Regions from separate parts of the Hordeum vulgare genome. Here region 2 is linked to region 1. A link is a contact called in public Hi-C data. All regions are on one chromosome and are shown on one strand. Each heading gives the region's core, a stretch centred on a gene start, on an enhancer-like site or on the middle of the called end of the contact. The rest is flanking DNA. Distances are from core to core; before and after follow the strand shown.

Region 1 (3,254 bases), core at 277-2,776:
TGGACCACCGACCGATGGATCCTTGGATATTTTTCGGGGGACATAATTGCAAGGCCCAATAAAGAATCTAATCTCCTCGCCACGCCACACTAGGTGCCAGTTGGGATTGTGAGGGCAGCTGTTTCCATTTAACTCGCAAGTGAGCGCGGATTGGTCCAAATAGTCGACGCCATGTTCTCGCCGCTCTACAGCTAAATCAATAGGGCCGGGCCGGCGGTGTTCTCTACTAGAGAAACTCAGAAATAGAAGAAGAATGTCTTTTCCAAGATAGATAGATAGATAGATAATGATTTTGAGTTTGAGGAAACTTGCGCTAGGACGCAACTGTACTGTATGCCATTTAGCGTCCGTCCAAGCCCACGATATTTTAATAAGCTAATAAAACTCGTAATAATGGGGACGAAAAGCAGCTGTAATCATCACAATGTGCACCCGGCAGACAGAGCGAAGAAAAATCTCGTGGATTTGGAGCGTCCGTGGAGCGTGGGCGTCAGCATCAACTCCACTAGGGAAAAAGGTCTGGGTGGCTACCATCACCGGTCTCCCTTTCCCGTTCCCTCTTTTCTTTCCTTCCTTCGCCTCAATCAACGTGTTCTACAACCGGATTGCCGCCAGCTCAGCGCTGCCCGGCAACGGAACGGACAATTACACCTGCCCTTCACGTCGCTACAGGTGATAGTAGGAGCGTGCTGTGTGTGTGTGTGTGGGGAAACCTAAAAGGAAAACATGGCGGCATCTGTAGACAGACGACGTGGAGAAGTGTCTTTCGATCGTCTCAATCATTTGCGTACAGTACAGGCTGCAGAGGGTAAGTACAGTACAGTAAATAGTGTGTGCTGCTTACTTGTTGCCGAGGGCGGCGTGGAGGCTCATCACCGTCTCCTCCTCCTCCGGCGAGAACATGCCGTGCTTCAGCCCCGGCCGCAGGTAGTTGATCCACCGCAGCCTGCAGCTCTTGCCGTTCCGCTGGAGCCCTGCGCGCCGCGCCGGAGAATTTTGATTAACACCAGTGATCCAATGTGCATTTCTCTTTCGGGACATATGAAATTAACTAACTACTACTACGACCAAACTGAGGCCAATTCAGGCGAGCTGGCCGGACAAGCAACGAAATTCAGGCGAGAGGCGCCGGTTACCGGTGCCTGAGCGCCTGATCGTCGGCCCAATGCACCGAATTCAGCTCAATTATGCCATGCCCCCTTTCTGCGCTTCTAGGAATGCGGATGCAACGGCGGTCGTCGGCCTTACCGGCTTTAGCGGGAAGCGCGCTCCAGCAGCCGTGGCCGTGCCGGAGAATGTAATCGCGGAGCTTCTGGTCCTCCTCCGGCGACCACAGCCCCTTCCGGTAGCTCGGCCTGGGCTTCTCGCACGCCTTACACCCCATTGCTTGCTTGCTTGCTTGCAGGCGAACGACCGACGCCGCACGAAACCTCAGGGAGGTCTACGGGACGCAGCACCGGTGGCTTCGGCTTCGGCTTCGGCTTCAAGCCTTGGGATGGAGGAGCGTTCTGGCGTTTCCACAGGGGAGCAGTAGGTAGGAGTTTTATAGCCATGGAACGCGGGTGTAAAGCAGGCGTCGTTTGGGAAATAAACAAAACAAATTACGTGTGCGTTATCATCAGCACTACTAGCTCAATTTCGCGATTGCTGGTTTTAATGTACCGATGATATATATTGTCGAAAACATATTTTTCTTTGGCAAAACAAATAGCGAAACCAGCTAAAACCTTCAGTAAAAAGGAATAATCTATAGCTATTGCCGCCTAAGAAAAATTATTGTACTAATAAAGAACGCCGAGAGACCACGAAGCGTGATAAGTAATGACAATCAAAACCAAGGCCAGCTGCGATAGGCAATGAAGTGGAAAATAAGTAAGGTGAGAGTACAAGTAGTGGGGGGAAAACGGGCAAATCGTCTGCGATGACGTGACAGATTTTCGAAAACCCGTTGCTTTCGTGCGGCATATGTTTTTCAAAATATTGTGGAGGACACGCCTCGTCAGGTCGTAAACAAACGGTAACATCCGCGCCAGCAACAAGGCATCGATCAGTAAAGACATGTTTGATTTACTTGGATGGATTGATTACTATGGCTTGTAGATCTCCCCATTGCCTGGTTCTAAAGTGCAGCAGCAGCCAGCAAGGGTCTAAGATTAGAAAGCGAAACTATTTGTTGCTTGCCCCTTTTCCTTTGAGCCGGAAAGAGAGAGACTTGCTTGTAATAGAAGCCAAGAATGAAGGAGCGGGGCGGGGCAGGGACTGTCTATCACCATTCAACACAGACGCGCAGAAAGTCCAAGGGCCGGAACAAGCTGCAGCCCGGCTATATTGGTACAATCAACGCTCCATGATGAGGGTTGAAAGCTTCAAACTTGACTGTGTGGTCCGTCGGCCAGAAGATCCCAGCGGGTCATTTCGTTGCCAGTTTACAAAGCGTGTTGGTGAATTCGTACGACACCAAACGGATCCGTCGTCCGTGTTAAGGTTGGCCTGGCTTAACAACCGCCGACGACGCAGCATGCACGGCCGCGTGCGTGCGTGCGTCGCGTCCGTGCCCGCGCGCGCGCACCGGCACCGCCCGTGCGCACCGCAAAAGGGAGGCGAAAGCGCCGGGGTGTCCAGCGTTTTCCACGCGGCCTCGCCGCATGCGGCGCTCCTCCGGGGCACCGACGACGATGCCGCGGGCGGTCAGTGGGAAGTGGGAACGTACGTACGTCGTCAGACCTGCGTGTAGCATATATACAACTGGTGGCGTGGTCATTTGGTCCGTTCGTGCGTGCGTGCGTGGGTGTATTGGCGTGCGTGTTTGACGTCCGGATTTGTCCGTAGCCCCGGATCAGGGTTGGTGTCTGGCTGTCAGGGAAAGGTTATCCCTTCCATCGATCGGTGTCCAGCGGCATATGCATATGCATATCCCGGGGGAAAACGGCGTGCGGCGTACGTGCCCAGCTGGGCCAACAGGGACGGGGAATTGAAGCCGGCAGACGTGCATGCATGCAGTATACTACTAGTCATACTAGTCACGAGAGCAGTTCTTGTAAATGGTTAAGAATCGGTCACTTGTCTTAGTCCCCCAACAGAGGGGCTAGCTAACAGCCGACGTCTACGTATGGCATGGTTAACTAACTGGGGTGACGGACGTATGTGCATGTGGCCGGGTCTCACCAAACTCGAAATTAATTAAACGGACGGGGTTTATTAGTAGGGGGGCTGCACTGAGCTGCATGCCTCGTGTCATCGTGCGCGTTGGCGAT
Region 2 (3,254 bases), core at 471-2,970, 200 kb before region 1:
CAGTTCCATTTTTTGCTCTAGCAAGAATATCACTACCAGTTAATGCAATAGGAATGCTTTCTTCTTGGATTGGGGAGGGCTTTTCAAATCCTTTCTCATATATTCCCATCAGGAGTTCACGCTTAAGAAAATAGTCTTCAAACTCATTCCCTTTGGTGGCAGTAACATCCTATACAGAGAACGATATTAAATAATAACAACCACACCAAGACACAAAGCAAGGAAGCAACATATGAACTAGCTTATTGAACATGACATTAACCAAAGATCCAGGGGGTCTAACACTTGTGGGGATAAACAATCCATAACCAAAGTTACTTAATATGCAAGTATTATCATTACAATAACATATAGGATGAAGTCTAAAATTTATTCATGTTAAAAATACAAGTAGCTAGCATCAAGGATCAAGTAATGAAATATTGTTTTGCATGTTATGGTCTGAAGATAACCCATGGATTTCAGACAAAACAGTGTTCAAAACTAGGACCACCGTATATTTGGCGTGCAATGTAAGGCATCACAAACAAAAGTTGATACATAAATAGAGTCGTGGCTACAATTTTAGCACACCAAGAAAAAGCTAGTTACACAAAGTAGAGATAGCGACCGACATATTTCAAAGTTCAGGTATTCCTGGACCAGAAGTACCCAAACTCCAGAAACAAACACAAAACGAAGAATCAAGATGGCATGAATTACCTCTGTCCTGAATCGTGTATCTGCGGGTGGAAGCTTCAGTTGGGCCTTCCAATCTTGTGAACTGCACAAACCGAGTATAATAAATTAAAATATTGCTAGGCGGTCATCTCCAGTTTACGTTTCTCCACTTAGAATTGTTATTTATGATCATGTCTAGATTAATGATTCATTACTTACACGATGTTTGTTAAACTACTTATATTACAGTTGAGCTAGAAATATAGAATTCAGAAAAGTGATGTGGGTTGTTGCTTAAACATCAGAAAAAGTATCATCTCCCACAGCATTTGGTCGGCTTTCGCAAGCTACATTGGTGATGCTTAAACTATGTGTTGAAGCATCAGCTACCATAGCCTATAAGTTGCCGTCCAAACTAGTACTAAGCTTCTATCGTCTCACCTAGAATCGTTACCGGCTGCCGCTGGGGGTGGCGCCACGACCTTGGGCCCGCTGGTCCCGGCCGCGGTGATCTGGTTTCGCCGCAGCCACTGCTGCTGCTGTTGTTGCTGCTGCTGCTGCTGGTGGTGATTTTGGTGATGCTGCTGCTGGTGGTGGTGGTGATCTTGGTGATGCTGCTGCCGCTGCGGCTGCGGCTGGCGCTGCACGTATTGTTGCTGGTGCGCCGCCGACGTCTGCTGCTGGTGGTGGTGGTTGTTCTGCGACAACGGCGGGCCACGACCGTAGTAGTTAGGGTTCCCGCCGCGACCGTTGCCGGTTCCGGGAGGGTACCTAGCGCGTGGATCCATGTGTGTGAGGAGGGATCAGATCTTGTCAGGAATCGGCGAGAGAAGGGGCAGATCGAACAGGGACGAGGAGATCAGAATGGAGAAGTGGATTCGTATGGTGGAATCAAGGTGGGTGGGCGCCTGGATCAGGCCGAAATTTGAACCCCTTCTGCCTAGTGTTCGTGCCACGGGGGGGAGGAGGGAGACGACGGAAGGGAAGGGAAGGGAGCGTCGCCGAACGTCTGAAAGCTAGGGCAGCGGCGAGTTGGGATTGGTGAGGCAGAAAATTACGAGAATGCCCTGCCAATTTTATCTGGGTACGGGCGTACGGCCGAAATCAGAGCGGATGCCTACCGGCTACCGTATTCATCTTAGAAAACACCCCATGTATGAAGCAAGGATTTTTTTTTTCTTTTTCTTTAAAGCATCTCCAACAGCCGCGTGACACGTTAAAATAAAGATATAGCACCTAAATAATGGATTTTTTCACGCAGTAGAGCGCTGGCTCCAGCGACCGCTGCAAAAAATTACGCGTACGTTGCTCTAGCTGACGCGCTAAAACTTTCAACGCGTGCGTGCAGCCGACGCTTGCAACATGTTCATTTTAACAATATGGTGATATTTCAAACATAAAAAAAGATATAGCATAGTTTAATTGCACGGTATATCAACGCCACATCATCATCCAACCAAGTCCAAAATCACCCAACCAAGTTCATGACATAAAAGTTCACACAAACAAACGGCACATCAACAATCATGCCGCATCCTCATCATCGTCCTCCTCTTCCTGTGATTCTCCTTCCTCATCCGAAGACGTTTCTCCCTCGTTCTCTTCATTGTCACGTGTCGCATTGTTATTGGGAGCTCGGAAGGTGTTGGCAAGATCTCCAACGACATCAGGCGAAGGTATGTGAGGCACACCGAAAGACATGTGTCCACCCATGTCATCCGGAGGTGCTCACATGCCTCCCATGAGAGACCCAAAACTCATGCCTCCCATGGTAGCACCGAAGCCGTCCATGCCTCCCATGATAGTACCGAAGCCACCCATGCCGCCCATGGTACCTCTGAAGCCACCCATGCCTCATGTGCCTCACATGCCTTCCATAGTAGCTCCCGTGCCTTTCATGCCTCTTTTTTGGATCAAGACTTCTTCACGGGCACGATTGGCGTACTCCTTTTTGCTTCTCATCGAGGGTTGATGTGTCCATGATGAAGAACAAGTACTTCTCTCATTCCAACAATCTAGTTCGCTTTCCATGGTCAATTTCTTCTCCTTCAGTGCCACCTTCCTCTCCTCGGCCGCCACCCTCCTCTCCTTGGCCGCCAAGCTCCTCCCCTCGGCCGCCGCATCTTGTGTCCTTGCCAGCAGCCTCACCTCGTTCGCTTCTTTTCTTGCCTTCACAATAGTTTTCATAACATTTTTAACTAGAGCAGATGCAGATTGTGGTCTACATCGTCGGCATCTGAAAAGTGGGTGGATACAAAACGAGTTCGTATCACTTGTCGTTCTAGTCTTTCAAAATCTCATTGAATACTAGTAAATGCTTTCGAAGATAAAATAGAAGCAGTAGAGAGCTCAAGTTCACTTCATTCATCACAAGATGCAAATGATAATCAAAATGGAGCTAATGAGGAAGAAAACACTTCTACTTAAACTTAAATAGTTCAGTACCAACCAACACATAAAGCAATAACCAGGTAGATATAATGATAACAGGCAATACGAAGATACCAGCAGAATCGGAGTCACGAGGCTCGATAATGACCAATGGGTTAGGATATGAGGAAGCTTAGTGTGGATCATGTGATGGGTCTGTGATT

What was found. A called contact is a pair of places that touch in the nucleus more often than the background predicts.
Region 2: a contact with region 1 is called in a Hi-C map of leaf, with 4 times the contacts expected there. The contact joins the promoter of LOC123401333 here to the promoter of LOC123402062 in region 1. A contact is called at or near these places in 2 of 6 Hi-C or Micro-C datasets (both in leaf) and 1 of 1 datasets of contacts at active chromatin or transcription factors (embryo).

Annotation. Positions count from the first base shown.
Region 1 is chr6H:394,641,629-394,644,882 of MorexV3_pseudomolecules_assembly, reverse strand. LOC123402062 (transcription factor LAF1-like) reads right to left here and starts at 1,526. Exons shown (of 3, transcript XM_045095924.1): 1 at 1,249-1,526; 2 at 845-974. The coding sequence starts at 1,384.
Region 2 is chr6H:394,844,927-394,848,180 of MorexV3_pseudomolecules_assembly, reverse strand. LOC123401333 (DEAD-box ATP-dependent RNA helicase 8) reads right to left here and starts at 1,720. Exons shown (of 10, transcript XM_045095118.1): 1 at 1,102-1,720; 2 at 703-763; 3 at 1-169. The coding sequence starts at 1,448.